2 separate regions of the Gossypium hirsutum genome follow, and region 1 is linked to region 2. The links are chromatin contacts, called in public Hi-C maps. All regions are on one chromosome and are shown on one strand. Each heading gives the region's core, a stretch centred on a gene start, on an enhancer-like site or on the middle of the called end of the contact. The rest is flanking DNA. Distances are from core to core; before and after follow the strand shown.

Evidence for each region. A called contact is a pair of places that touch in the nucleus more often than the background predicts.
Region 1: a Hi-C map of leaf shows a contact between it and region 2, with 2.5 times the contacts expected there. The contact joins the promoter of LOC107909697 here to the promoter of LOC107909701 in region 2. A contact is called at or near these places in 5 of 34 Hi-C or Micro-C datasets (all in leaf).

The regions. Positions count from the first base shown.
Region 1 is chrD02:60,344,655-60,352,569 of Gossypium_hirsutum_v2.1, forward strand. LOC107909697 (ARM REPEAT PROTEIN INTERACTING WITH ABF2) reads left to right here and starts at 6,413. Exons shown (of 4, transcript XM_041088920.1): 1 at 6,413-7,548; 2 at 7,550-7,915. The coding sequence starts at 6,611. It overlaps LOC121214747 (a long non-coding RNA gene), which reads right to left and starts at 3,473. Exons shown (of 4, transcript XR_005910483.1): 1 at 2,959-3,473; 2 at 781-845; 3 at 1-55.
Region 2 is chrD02:60,149,449-60,157,058 of Gossypium_hirsutum_v2.1, forward strand. LOC107909701 (60S ribosomal protein L27a-3) reads left to right here and starts at 3,691. Exons shown (of 1, transcript XM_041088917.1): 1 at 3,691-4,330. The coding sequence starts at 3,773. The coding sequence ends at 4,213. It also overlaps the pseudogene LOC107907867.

The DNA of each region.
Region 1 (7,915 bases), core at 5,163-7,662, 200 kb after region 2:
ATCTTCAATGTAACACCTCTAGCCCATCCAATTACCGAGACTAAGCTACAGAATTCTACAATACAAAATGGATAATTCAAGTTAAAAATCATTATCCACCATCATATAAAGCATTCAGAACTAATTTAACACCTTTCTCAAGCTTAATACGAACTTACATAAGCTCTAAAGTTAACTCGGGACCAAATAAGGACCAAACTGAAAAGTTTTCAAAAGTTCAAAATGACGTCTCAACGAGACTTCCCCTGCATCGTGATGTTGCCAAAATAGTATGTCACATCACAATGTCGGACCATTTGATGTCAGGATGTCACAACTATTGGCTGACATTGCGATGAGAGGAAAACGACGTCGGGACAAGGAATTTGTTTAATGAAAAAAATATGTCATTTGTACTCATTTCAAATTGTCATCCAATTCAACTCAAATGAATCACTTAACACAACCTATGCCAACACAATTCATACCAAACACATGCCATTTAAACACCATTCCAACATATGAACCAATATGTCGGCACCAATTTACGTAAAAAAAACTTTTGTAACATTTCAAGCTATTTAACATTCACTTTCTCAAGTTAATCCATACTCAATATATCCAACATTAAGCACCAAAAAAACATAACACATTATATTCTCTAATATGCATACTTATACTATTAACATTTATACATAAGCTTAATTCAAGTAGAGTTCCAAAAAAACAACATTATAAGATAGTATGACACTCCTAAGTACATGCCACATATAACCGAGCTCAAAATGATCAAAAGGCTACCAAAACAGGAGGTGGATAGTGTGAGCTCCAAACCAATCCGATCTTCACACTCCGCAGTCAACAATCTACAAGTAAGTGAAGTCAATGGTAAGTATAACAAATACTTAGTAAATCCATACGAAATTTAAATCAACTTAGCTAGTATTGTATCAATTAATCAATAGAAACTCAAAGATGCACAACGTGGTGATACTTTGACATCCTTAAGCCTATTTATACAATTTCTCAAAACCATCATCAAGTTAACATATTAATACCATAACGTCAAAGTGCTCAAATCACACACATACACCAAATAGTACTATTCTATTCCAACATATATGATATTACAAACATGTCAACTACGTTCCTTATTAGTCTTTCCAACCATTTCTTTATCAACTTGTCAATATATTTTCCCAAAGAACTATAGTAAATAAATTTAGGATGCTCAGGACTGGATTGCTTACACAAGTTGTAACATATAATTTTGCTTACACTCACACAAGCTATAGGTTGGAATTGTTCATATAAGTTTTATTTGATGCTACTCACACAAGCTATAGAGAATCCACAACATATGTTGGATCTCAATCATCAATAACTAAGTCCTTAACCAGCACTTACTTTGTACCATTTAGGTCTACTCTCACAAGCTGTAGGTCAAGATTGTTGTGCTAACTCTATTCAGTGCTGCTCACACAAGCTTTAGAGAATCTGCAACATATGTCGGATCTCAGCCATCGATAAAGTAATCCCTGACCAGCACCCAATTCCTTTAAAATGGTAATTGGTTGCTATTTGTATCGTAATATTTACTAAATTCTCACGGGCATTGTTTTGTATTCGTGCATTTTTAATCTCTCTAATATCATCATTTATACATATCGTTTTACCATATAAACATTTCATAACCATCCATTGACGCGCATTTATTTAAAAATGTTCTATATTACATACTTCGCAGTTTAATCCATTCGATATTAAAACTTAACATTTCCACTACAACTCAACTAACAAACAAGATATTATAACACTTAAATAAATAAAATCAACATAATAAGTTCCATATGAACTTACCAGGTAAAAATAGCAATCAAGAAGGTATCAGGGACTAATCCGTAATTTTTTTTCGTGATTATCCTCCTATTGGTTTAAATCTCGATCTATATCATAATTCAATCAAATTATCAATTCCAAACATCATTTAACAGCCTATTATAGTTATTTATCAGTTCAATTTCTTCTATCAAATACTCTCTCAAGTTTTACATTTTATTCAATTTAGTCACTAAAATTGAATTTATCATCATTTTCAAATTTAAGCTTCGATTTTGAAATCGATCTCAACTACATCCTCATATAGCCCTATATTAAAAATAATTACATTTCATGCTAATTTTGAAATAATCATATTTTAGCCCCTATGTACAAAACTAACAAATTTCACTTTACAAGTTAGTCGTTTTTCATATCTAAGCTTAAAATCTAACAATTTAGTACCAAAAGCTTCAAGATTCAACAATGGAAACTTTTGAAATTTTTAATAGTTTTACAAATTAATCCCCGAGTTAGTTAAATCAAGCTCCCGAGATTACAAAAACATAAAAATTACGAGAAAAGGACTTAGAAACATACCAATTTTGGGAGGGTTGAACGGTTTGAAGCTCAACAATGACTTTGTAGGTTTTGTCTTGGTGTTTTCGTGGAGAAGAAAAGATAAAGATGTTTACCTTTTCTTTATTTCTTAATTGTTTTTTTTATGTTTTATACATTTTCATTATAATTAAAATTTAAAATTAATTTACTTATAACTTCAGGCCACCACAAATTTATACGGGTCTAGTTTCTATTTCAAGTCTTGATTTAATGGCTAATTCACTACATAGAAAATAAAAATCTATAATGATTAACTTTTACCATTTTTATGATGTAGTCTTTATACCTTAATTAATCACTAATTCAGAAAATTTTCATATCCAAAATTTAATTCATCTATTAATAACTCTGTAAATATTTAATAAATATATTTGTGAGCTCAATTTACGAAAACAAGGTCTTGATGCCTCATTTTTCGATATCAATGACTTTATGGTCAAAACACTTGTACCCAAACTAACTATCCAGTTAACAAATTCATTAGATCCAATTTAATATAATATTATAATTTATTTGTAAATATTAATTAATAATACTTACAGATTCGATCATCAAAGAACAAGATTTTGAAACCTCTGAAAAACAGGCTGTTACATTCAAGATCCTTCCAAATCTCTGTTGTAGAAGTATGGTACAATAAACTAGCAGCGATATCCTTTGAAATAGCATTGATAATCCATAAAGTGACAAGATTGTTCGTTCGTGTCCAAGCATTGAGACAATCAACTAAAGAAGATTCCAGTCAAACAACAGATCTATCAACAAAACCCAATTTGTTCTTGGTTGATAACGCCATAATCATAGAATGATGCCAAGTGTTGTAATTGTCAAACAATAATGTTTGAGAAACCAAATGCAACCTTAGGTTATCAGAACCTTAGGTAATAAAGATTATTACCATTGTCAAATTGATCAGTCATAGAAACCATGTTGAAACTCAATAAATCAAAAATAAAATAAAATGTTTGGTTGGTTGGTGAGAAAATGCCAAGAAAATGAAATAGGAAAACAAAAAAATAATGAAAAAAATCAAGAGAAGGCCTCTAATACCATATTGGAAGAAAGAATTTGTTGGAAAAATATTCATTAATGAATGAAGTTTACAAGAATGAATATATAACCAACTATGGCTAGCTAACTAACATTCTAACTGAAATTGTAACAAATTAACCAACTATGACTATAATTAATTACGTAATACAATATGTAAAACACAAGATGAACACACAATATGTACAAAATCACATTAACAACGATAATTTTTAATCTATATTCAATAAATACAATATTATACAAACAACCAGTCCTAATTTCTTCAAGAATTTGTATTGATATTCTGTAAAAAAAATATAAATCAATTAAGATATTAGTAATCTTATACAAAATCATTATCCCAAAATTATTCCATCAAAAAAAACTTAATCTTGCATAAAAATTCTAATTTATCACAAGTAAAGCCACAATTTTAATTTTTTTTTAGAGATGAATCGATAAAGCTTGAAAAGAAAAGAAGCATTGTTATCAAATTAGAGAAACCTACTTAAAAGTATTGAAATATTGATAATTTATCTTGTAAAAATTATGGAGAGAGTATGAGAGAATAAGAAAATTTTGTGAAAAAAATTATGAATATTGAAAGAAAATATTGCTATTGGGTTAATAACTTAATTTACTACTTATATTACTTTTTATAAAGTAATTTTTTAAAAAATTATGAAATTAATTGACCTCACAATTTTACGTGTGGCTCCACCATTGCATGCTATGATGTAGAGAAAAATAAACTTGGTTTATATAGAAAGAATATTAGGGATGTAAAAGAAAGAAAGAAAAAGGGCAGATTTCATGATTTAATATGAATTAAACTTTAAAATGATGGGTAAAATATATAATAAAAAAATCAAATATGAATTGAACTTGTTCACTCCATTTTCAGATTAATAGATCAATTTAAGATTCAGTGTAATATTTCGGTGAAATGGATTTCATTAATTAATAGTACAGAAGATAAATTTCATTAAGTTTCAATTTTTCTTAAATTATGCTTCTTCTTTTTTTTTGGGGGGGGGGTTTAAATAAAAAATAAATAAGTTAACTAATGAGTATTGAGTTAGGTATATTGGGAAGTTAAACATAATAATTATACTTTTATAGAGAAAAGTAATACTTTTACATGAGAAAAAAAATTAAAATTTTATTTTAAAATTCTATGAGAGTAAACTTGAGCTTTTAAATGCCCAAAACCCAAGCACATTTTGGACAGAAATCATTTTCATTTGCAAATTACTTAGCTTTAGCTATAAAAAAAATGGACAACAAGAATAATAACTTGAATTCAATCGACCATTATCTAGCCTAGCTTAAATAAGTGGACCCATATTGCAGTTAGTATTGAAAAGTTAATTTTAACTCAAAAAGCATAAATAATCCAACTTGAAATCAAACATGAGAATTGAGGGGAGGGGGTTTCGCATAATCAACAAGCCTAATTAAGCAAAGTTAGTAGTTCAATCTTAGTATCAAGTTTGAGCTAGCCAAACTTCAACCCTTGAATATCTAATAGAACTTGAGCTTCTTATTGTTTGAGCTTGGGTTAGCTCAATGACACCCCAATCACTATAAACTAGAATAAACTATAATACTAAATAAACACTTATTTCTAAGATATTGTTCGTATTAATTCATTGAGCTTTATAATTTATTTTACAAATTGAATAAGATGTGAATGCATAATTGATGAGAAATTAATATCGTATATAATAAAAGTATCATGAAAGTCCTTGTATTTAGAGTTGGATTGCATTTTTCTTTCTCTATTAAAAAAGAGGCAAATTAGTTTATATACATTATATCAAAAAGCAAAGTAATTCTTTTTGTTATAAATTTCATTCATTTTTATTGCTAAAAATTGGTTCTTATACGTCAGTATGAGATATACGTGGCATACACATGTCATTGTCAAGTTATTTCGTCATTCATACTAGTTTTTAATAGTACAAATAAATAATTTTTTTTAATAAAAAAGATGAATTTATCTAATTTTTAAGTAGAAAAAACAAAATACAATCAAACTTTAACTACATACAACTCCATGCTACTTTACCCACCATGTATGCATGTAAGGAAAATAATATGTCAACGAACTCTATCCAAGACATTATAATTGCTAAGCCTTTGAATTGATATGTTCAAAAGGGAGTTCAGCAGTGAGCAACATTATTTTCATCAAAGATCCAATAATTGAGCCATATGCCCCATATTATTTAGTACTAAAATAAGCATCAACATTTCTATCTTACTGTTAAAGAATCGTAATGTAGTTTGAACCTCTGAATAATAATGATAGTTCTTGTCTGAGTATATTGGTGGTCGTAAAAATTATCACTCCATTTTTCCCTTAAAAATGCAATTATTTTATTAATTGCAGAAGATTGCTCAATAGATTTCATCATCAAATAATTTGATGGGGTGTTGGGCTGCTTAGTCAAGGAATGTCTGAGTCACTTGTTAGAAAACTAATGAATAAAATAGTAATTAAGCACGGAAAATAGAACACAAATTGCGTGGTCAACAATTCAAAATTTTCATCACTCTGTTTATCTTTTCTACAACATCATCGGGTCAACGGCTAAGGGTTTTTTCTTTCTTTCCAGTCTCATAATTCTTTTATATTTTTGTCTATATGGGCTAAAAAATGTGACGCCAACCCTTGTCTTACAGTTGTATTAATTATCAGAATATGTGTTGAGTTGCAGTATGAATTAAGATGGTCCGAAAGTAATTGGAAAATTAAAGTAATATAAATTAAAAATAGATGGAAAAGAATGCTTTGACCGGAAACCAGTAAAAGAAAATGAAAAGGAAGGAAGGAATAATTTTCAAGTGATGCTTCCGAGCAAGTGCTTTTCACCTTCCTATTACGAAATGTAAAAAACTTAATCAATTGACTCCTCGTCATCTTCTTTTGGTGCATTTTAATTTGTTATTATTATCATTTACTATTATCGTTGTTTTTCCATTCACGCGCTGCGTGGAAAGTGGGATACCAATAATGGTGTAAAAAAAACAGCACAATTCCCTAGAAGAGGAGGAGCTTCCTAAAAGAAACGTCAGTAGCAGCTAGCTAAGGCTGATTGATTTTCTACTTCTTGACTCGCCCAGGACTCACCAAACGTATTAACTCATTGAGTTGATGATGGGATCGGCGGAGGAGAAAAGAATCGAGGATGAGCTTTCGTATCCGATTATGCTAGCTGAGCGAGTTCGGGCGGCGGCGGACGAGGCGGAGTCGTTTAAAGTTGATTGTGGGGAGGTGGGGAAGCTAGTAGATCGGCTTTCCCAAATGCTTCGAACCCTGGTCCGCTCCACCACCTCGGTTCAAGCCCTCTACGAACGCCCGATTCGCCGGGTAGTCTCCGAGGTCTCCAAGAATCTAGAGCGAGCCCTCACCTTAGTCCGAAAGTGCAAGAGGCAGAGCATCTTGCGTCGAGTCGTGAGGATCACGAGTGCCACCGATTTCCGCAAAGTGTTGAACCTTCTGGACGCTTCCATCGGCGACATGAAGTGGCTCATGGGAGTCCTCGACACCGAGAACAACGGTACTGCCAGCGGAATCTTCCTTTCCCTCCCCCCGATCGCTAGCAACGACCCGATTATTTCCTGGGTTTGGTCTTACATCGCCACCGTCCAAATGGGCCAATTAACCGATCGAATTGAAGCTGCTAATAACCTCGCGTCTATCGCTCGAGACAACGACCGAAACAAAAAGATAACCGTCGAAGAAGGCGGCATCCCTCCTTTGTTAAAGCTTCTCAAAGAAAGCTCTTCAGCGGATGCCCAAATCGCAGCGGCTAATGCGCTTCTTGTTTTAGCAAACGAGCAGGAAAGAGTTAGGAGTATTGTCGATGAAATGGGGGTTCCAATTGTGGTTCAAGTGTTGGGAGATTCCCTTATGAAGGTTCAAATTCCGGTAGCAAAACTAGTGGTGAGAATGGCGGAGCATGACCCTGTGGCTCAAGAGGATTTCGCCAGAGAGAATGTGATTAGGCCGTTGGTCACTTTGTTATCGTTCGAGACTTTTGTGGAAGATTCTAAGACACAGTTGGGTAAGCAAAGCATTCATTCTATAGTTCGATCAGAAATTTTCTTCTGCTGGATCGACTTCGAGAAACTATAGTTATAGACCGTATTCGAACTCCTACTCGAATTTGCATATGGAAGGGAGTAGTAGGGGAGGAAATCATAGGAAAGAAAGAGAAAATGAGAAGCCTGAAGTTAAACTTCAGTTGAAAATTAATTGTGCTGAAGCTTTATGGATGCTTGCTAAAGGCAGTGTTTCAAATAGTAGGAGGATAACTGAGACAAAAGGATTGCTTTGCTTGGCTAAATTGGTGGAGAAGGAACAAGGTGAATTGCAGTATAATTGTTTGATGGCAATAATGGAGATTACAGCTGCTGCTGAATCCAATTCCGATCTTAGACGTGCAGCTTTTAAGAC
Region 2 (7,610 bases), core at 2,441-4,940:
TTGTAGCGACACGGGGAAAATGCTTCCTTGAGGAAGCATTTTCCTGCTTTGTCACCTGACAACGCGCTGACGTGGACGCGTTTTCTGGGAATTAGGCCATTCCAATAATTAATTTTTATCGGGTCCATTTTAGTAATTTAAAAAAAGGGGCTTTTATTAGTATTTTACCCAAAAAACCTGAATTAAAAGAGTGAGGCACAAATTTTAAAAACTTTAGAATTTCATGGGTGGACTTGGGCTTTTGACCCATTTGAACAATTTTTAAGGTAAAATTTAAGAAGAAGCCAGCCTTTATTAGTAGTGTAATAGTCGGCCATTGTTTCTCATGGAGGCTTTTCTTCTTCTCTCATTTTCCCTTGCATTTTCTAAAAGTAAATACTCAAAATTTTGCTAAATCACTTAAAAAACAAACCTCCTAAACTCATTTACACCATCAATCTTTTAAACATTAACCTATCATTTCATGAGTTTTAGTGGGTGAGAAAACAAAGCTAGAAAGAAATGTTTCAATAGTTTTTTTTAAAGAAAAACTTTTTTAACATGATATTTTAGTTTAATGGTTATGAGAAAGCTTGAAAAGATTTGTTATTAATATTCTGATATATTTTAGTGTATATAAAATTTTGAATGATGAGAATGGAGTTCCTAAAACTTAAATGAGGGTTGAATCAAGTTTATGAAAGTAAGATTATGTGTCGTAGATATTGTAATATGTGTAAAATTTTAGATTTAGTTAATGTTTTTCAATTTAATCATTTTTAGTCGTTATACTTTAGTAAAATTTTTTATTTAGTCCTTGTGCTTAAAAAGTTAAAAACTAAGTATTCTTACTTTTTCAATTTTAAAATCCTAATCCAATTATTAACACAATAAATCATTTTCACCAATTTTTATCAATTTGATATGTTTATTTCTGTCAATCATATGACTATATTATGGTAGCCTAATCAACTAGCAAAATTGATAAATTTTAATTGAAATTGAATTTCAAATTATGCCTAAGTACATGGATTTTTTGACCTTTACTTGGTACATAACCTTTTTTTGCCCAATATTACATGAAAATGATTTTTTTTCAAATAATTTATTACTTAAGCTTTTTGTGGTCTAATTTAATACCTAAATTTATCAATATTATAAAAATTATCCCAAAATACTAAAGTACGTTAGTTTTTTTTTATGAGAGCACAAAAATAACTAACACATGACTAACATGTGACAAATGTTATTGAATTTAATATCATTAATGGTTACATTTATTTGGAGTTTCTTTATTTTATTAAAAAATATGTTCAAAATTTACTTTTAATTAGTGTTGAGATTAGTTTGACTCTTAATGACAAAAATAATTTAAAAGGGACCATATACCTAAAATATGTTATGGTTTTCACAAAATCCTCAATTTCATAAGAATATTAAAATCCGTGTTAAAAAATTGTAATGAAAGAAGAAAATTAGAGTTATAAAAATCCAAAGTAAAATAAAATAAAATAAAATAAAATAAAAATAACTAAACATTCCACGTGAGCGTCAGTCATAGCCGTATCGGCAAGCACCGCAAGCACCCGGGGGTCGAGGAAATGCCGGAGGTATGCACCACACCGGATCCTCTTCGACAAGTACCACCCTGGGTATTTCGAGAAAGTGGGTATGAGGTACTTCCACAAACTCCGCAACAAGTTTTACTGCCCCATCGTCAACATCGACAAGCTCTGGTCTCTCGTCCCACAAGACGTGAAGGCAAAGGCCAACAACGATTCGGCGTCGATGATCGACGTGACCCGATTCGGGTATTTTAAGGTCCTGAGGAAAGGTGTGTTGCCCGAGAATCAACCGGTCGTGGTTAAGGCTAAGTTGGTGTCCTAGACTGCTGAGAAGAAGATTAAAGAGGCTGGTGGTGTGGTTGTGCTCACCGCTTAGGTTAGGTCTTTTGGTTTTAGATCTGAATGACATCTCTGTTATATCATTATCTTGGACTTATTTTGAAATCAGATTTTGCATTAACATCCGTAATTTTGGCCCAATTATAGATATTATATGTGATAAGTTTTGAGATATGTAGTTCATCTTGTTGTGTTTTGTTGCATACCATGGATTTTGGTAGACATAGACTTACGTTGAAAACTTATTAGCCCCGGATGCAATGGCTTGTTGTATGTGATGTATGCGATTAAGGTTTTCCTGCATAGTTTGAAGCGGTTCAAAACTTTGGCATGGAATTTATGATGAATTTTATGGGGGGACTAGTGATAGCTCTCTTTTGTGTTGGTGAATTTTGGAATAAATTTTAATGGTCTAAGATGCAATCAGTTGGTGCTCATAAGTTACTCGAGTTCAACTCGAAAAAACTTTGAACTTGCTTTAGTAATTATTGAGTCGAGCTCTCCGTCGAGCCGAATTCGAGCGTAGTAATACTTGACTTGAACGGATCGTAAGTTTTATTGAGCTTTTCATAATTTTATATTATTAAATTATGCTATTATCCTTAATATAATTATTAACCCTAAACTTAATTAATGAGTTGAGCTTGAGCTCAAATTCAGAAATTGGTAAAGGAGCTTAATCGAGCTCGATTATATCTTGAGCCAAGCTTGGCAGTATTTGGGCTTAGCTCGGTTCGATTATACCCCTAGTTGAGCCATTCCCCATTTTCCATGCTGAAACCCAGCTTATTAATAGGTGTTGCAGACCAAAATGAAAGTACGAAAAGCATATGTCTTAGCTGCCCTGCTTCATTGACATTAGCAATTTACTAATCTGGGAATGGTGTGTTATATGTGGTGCCATTGCTTAATGTGGTCCTACGTATTCAAGAAGTTATGTTAAAGTTCATGGATGCAGAAGGGAAAGAAATAGACATTTATTATGGACCATAAATTGGTAATTCACTTGGTGACCATCATATTTTGTAATTGGTATCTTGGGATCTAAACTTTGTAGGATAAAATTATTTTGAAGACGATACTTTGATCGAGTTTTCTTTATTTTCTAGTATTATTACCGTCTACCCTTGAGCATGAGAAATGCATGAAGTGAGTGAGGCATAAGGTTAATTTCTTGCTTGGTACCACAGGGATTTAAGTGTTCATTTGAGGCGAAGCTGAAACAATACATACAGCAGTGAGTGAAGAATAAGATGACTATAAAACAATAACCAAAATTTCTCAATGCAACCATAGTTGTAACTTTGAAAATAAAACTGTTGCCGTGAAGGGAGGCAAGGCTGTAACTTTGAGGTTCAGCAAAGAGAGGGCTTTCATTTTCCTGCTCTTAAATGTACACCAGAAGTGAGCGTGTTGAAATCCACATGGCTAATGCAACGACGTGTTCAGTTGATTGTCATGGTATCGCGAGGCAATTTGTAGGCTGCAACGCTACCTTAAAAACTGTAATTATTTGTTTGTTACAACCCTTTCAACAAAGCAAAAGAAACATGATTTAGTTTACTTAAATTAGTAGTGAACACATTAGCCGAGTAAGTGTGAAACTAGCCTTAAGGCCCAACCCAAATCAAAATATCTCCTATGCTAAATTTATCTATATATTTTCCCAAATAAAAAAAAATCACAATTCTAAGATCCAAATCAATTTTGCACCCTTTAAGCCCAACGTGATAAGGGCCAACCCCTGTTTAGATCCATCAAATCACAAAGCCCTAAAATGCAAAAAAACCATTGTCCACCACACAATAAAAACTGACAAAAACCTATTTTCATTTTTCTCATCTATCAGCCGCGCTTACAGAAGTCCCGTTCAATCCAAGTGTCTAACAATGACAACCTGTTTCAAGAAGAACAGTAAGAAGCGCGGCCACGTGAGCGCCGGTCATGGCCGTATGGGCAAGCACCGCAAGCATCCGGGGGGTCGAGGAAACGCCGGAGGTATACACTACCACCGGATCCTCTTCGAAAAGTACCACCCTGGGTATTTCAGGAAAGTGGGTATGAGGTACTTCCACAAACTCCGCAACAAGTTTTACTGCCCCATCGTCAACATCGACAAGCTCTGGTCTCTCGTCCCACAAGACGTGAAGGCAAAGGCCAACAAGGATTCGGCGCCGATGATCGACGTGGCCCAGTTTGGGTACTTTAAGGTCTTGGGAAAAGGTGTGCTGCCCCAGAATCAACCAATGGTGGTTAAGGCTAAGTTAGTGTCTAAGACTGCTGAGAAGAAGATTAAGGAGGCTGATGGGACGGTTGTTCTCACTGCCTAGGTTAGGGTTTTTGCTTTTTGTTCTCTTATATTATCATCTAGGACTTAATTTTTGAAATGAGATTTTACAATAACATTCTTAATTTTGCTTCAACAATATATGGTATGGTGTTTATTTTCTCGTGTTTTGCTCTGTTGCATTTGCTTGATTTAAGTTAAGATGGGGAAATTCTTGATACTTTAATGAGATTGCTATTAGCTGTTCGTGCTATCTCTATCGTCAGTGTTGAATTATACAGATAATAGATATTGATGAATATTATCAACTTGTGTTGCAATGGAAGATCAACTCATGTATTTATACAAAGACTATAGACTGTTAACTTTCTTAACCAACTAACTGTTGACTAACTGCTGGCTTAACAGCTTATCGACTAACCAACTATCTTTTATTACTCTAACATTCTCCTGGTCTTTTAATTTCCTTAAACTCAGTCACTATATCTTTTTTTGTAACTTGAAGTGCCTCTCGAAAACCTGCAAACTTCTTGGGAGCAATAGGTTTAGCAAGAGCATTTGTAATATGACTAGATGATGGAACATAGTTGACTTGTAGTGAGCCATCAACCACTTTCTCATAGACAAAGTGATAGTCTATTTCAACATGCTTAACTCTTGCATGATGCGTTGGATTAGCAGACATAGACACTATAGACGTGTTATCACACCAGACAATTGGTGGCTATTCTATATGAACCCCTATCTCTTCTAGTAGCGGTCGAACCCACACGAGCTCGGATACACAGTTTGCCAGGCTGCGGTATTCAGCTTCTGAAGACGACCTGGACATAACAGCTTGCTTCTTGGAGCACCAAGCTATTGGGTTTGGCCCTAGGTAGATAACATAACCTGTGGTAGAACGCCTGCCTTCAACTGAAGAGGCCTAGTCAGCATCTGAGTAACACACCAGTTTAAACTGTCCTTTGGAGAAAAATATCCCATGTTCCATGGTTCCAGCTAGGTATTTAAGAACTCGTTTAACTGTTTTCCAATGAACCTCACTAGGTGAATTCATGTATTGACTTAGTTTATTAACACAGAAGGATAAGTCAGGCCGTATAATACATAGATATTGTAGCATACCAATAGTGCTACGGTAAAGGTGTCCATCGACAGCCGCTTGACCATCATTAGAAGCAACCAGCTTAGGAAAACTAACCATATGGGTAGGTGTGGCAGCTACACCCTCTATTCCTGCTTTTCGTAGTATGTCTTGAATGTACTTTCGCTGGGTGAGTAACAGTCCTTGATACATGGACTGAACCTCAATGCCAAGAAAGAAACTAAGCTGTCCCAAGTCTTTTAGAGCAAACTGACCGTGAAGTTGATGCACCACATCATCAATGTCTTTACGGGAGCTGTCAGTGATGACTATGTCATCGACATAGACCATAAGAATCATCTGACTGTCACCAGACCTATGAATGAACAAAGAGGGATCAGCTTGTGTCGCATGAAAACTCAGTTGACTTACCAAAAACTGTTTGAGTGTGTGAAACCATGCACGGGGAGCCTGACGTAAACCATACAAAGCTTTATTCAGCTTATAGACCAGCTGCTGACCATTGGGGCCGTACACATCAAAACCAGCTGGTTGATCCATGAAAATCTCTTCAGTTAGCTTCCTATTTAGGAATGCATTATTCACATCCACCTGTCGTAGTGGCCACCCTTTCATCACAACAATAGCAAGCACTGTTCTTATCGTAACTTCCCGTACCACTAGACTAAACGTATCCCAAAAATCAGTCCCTGCATGCTGAGAAAAGCCCTTAGCTACCAATCGAGCTTTGTACATGTCTACAGTGCCATCAACTTTTTTCTTTATTTTAAATAACCACTTACAACCAATTGTTCGACGCTGTAAAGAGGTCGGGCAAAGATTCCAGGTGTTGTTGCTGACGAGAGCATTCATTTAAGCAAGAACATCATCTCTCCAGTGCTTATGAGTCATAGCAACATGAATATCAGTAGAAGTGTCAGACGATAAGTCAACGCTATTGAGATAAACCTTGGTTTTGAAGACACCAACTTTGTTGCGAGTGATCACAGCATGGGAGTTTTGTGGGATGGGATGAGAAGATGGTGGGACTATAGGAACAAGTAAGTGAGACATAGAGGTAGTCGGGGAACCAGAAGATATGGGAGAGGTAGGCCGAACAGTTTGTGGTGAGGCTGGTGAGTTAGACAGAGAGGCAGGCAAAGATAAGGTAGATTGACCAGGAGAAGGAACTGATGTGTAGGGAAACTCACCCTCACCATCTGTTTGTAGTGTTCGAAGCTTCAACCTAAGAACTCTCTCAACTTGCTTGTGAAAATGAGGAAACATAGTAACAACTTCAGACTTATTGTGCAAATAGAGCCATGTAAACCTGGTATAGGCATCAGTAAATGCCATATAATAGCGAAAACCATTGGAGGTTACTGGAGCTGGACCCCAAACATCGGCTACTACTAGCTGCAAGGGTGCAACATATTGAGACACTGTTGAGTGTAGCGGTTGTTTGTGGTCTTTGCCTAAGTGACACGCAACACATGCAAACAAATCTTTATTTCCATCAAAAGGCATATTACAACGTTGTAAGGCATTGAACAATATATTTTTACAAAGGTGACCTAGTCTAGTGTGCCACACACTTAGAGAAACTGAAGCATGAGTTTGAAAACAACAAGCTGCATGAATAGACTGATCATTCTTAGGAGTATTTCTGAGATGAAGTTTATACAGGCCATGATGCATGGAACCCTGAAGAAGTACCTCCTTAGTCTTTAAGTTACGCACTTAACACTGTGTAGGAAGGAATTCAAACATCACCTGATTATCTCTTGTGAACTTAGACACAGAAAGAAGGTGTTTAGTTATTCCAGGAGTATATAGCAAAGACTTCATGTAAAGTGGTTGTGTCTTAGTAAGAAGAGAGGACTGACCAGAGAATAAAACAAGCAGAAAATTACCATTGCCAACATAGACCTTACCTGGCCCATGACTAGACGTGTTGTCACCAAGAGATTCAACCGAGTGAGTAAGGTGATGAGTTGCCCCAGAATCAGGATACCATGTAGGATCTCCAACAGTGTCAGGGGTAGCCACCAAAGCATGAGGCTGAGAAGCAGACACAACCACAGACGAAACCTATTGTACTGTGTTACCAGCAAAAAGATTTGGCCAGGTAGACGAGGGAGGCACTTGACATGTCCAGTTGGGTGAAGGTAGAACCACAGTAGGTGCATACATACACACATTCGCTTGTGGTGGAGGTCTGTAGTTGGTGCTTTTGTAGGACGCATCAAACCGAAAATAACAACGGTTTACAAGATGTCCTATTTTTCCACACAGTTGGCATTGGACCCGCGTGCTAGAAGAACGGCCACACCCACGACCTCGAGAGTTAGATGGT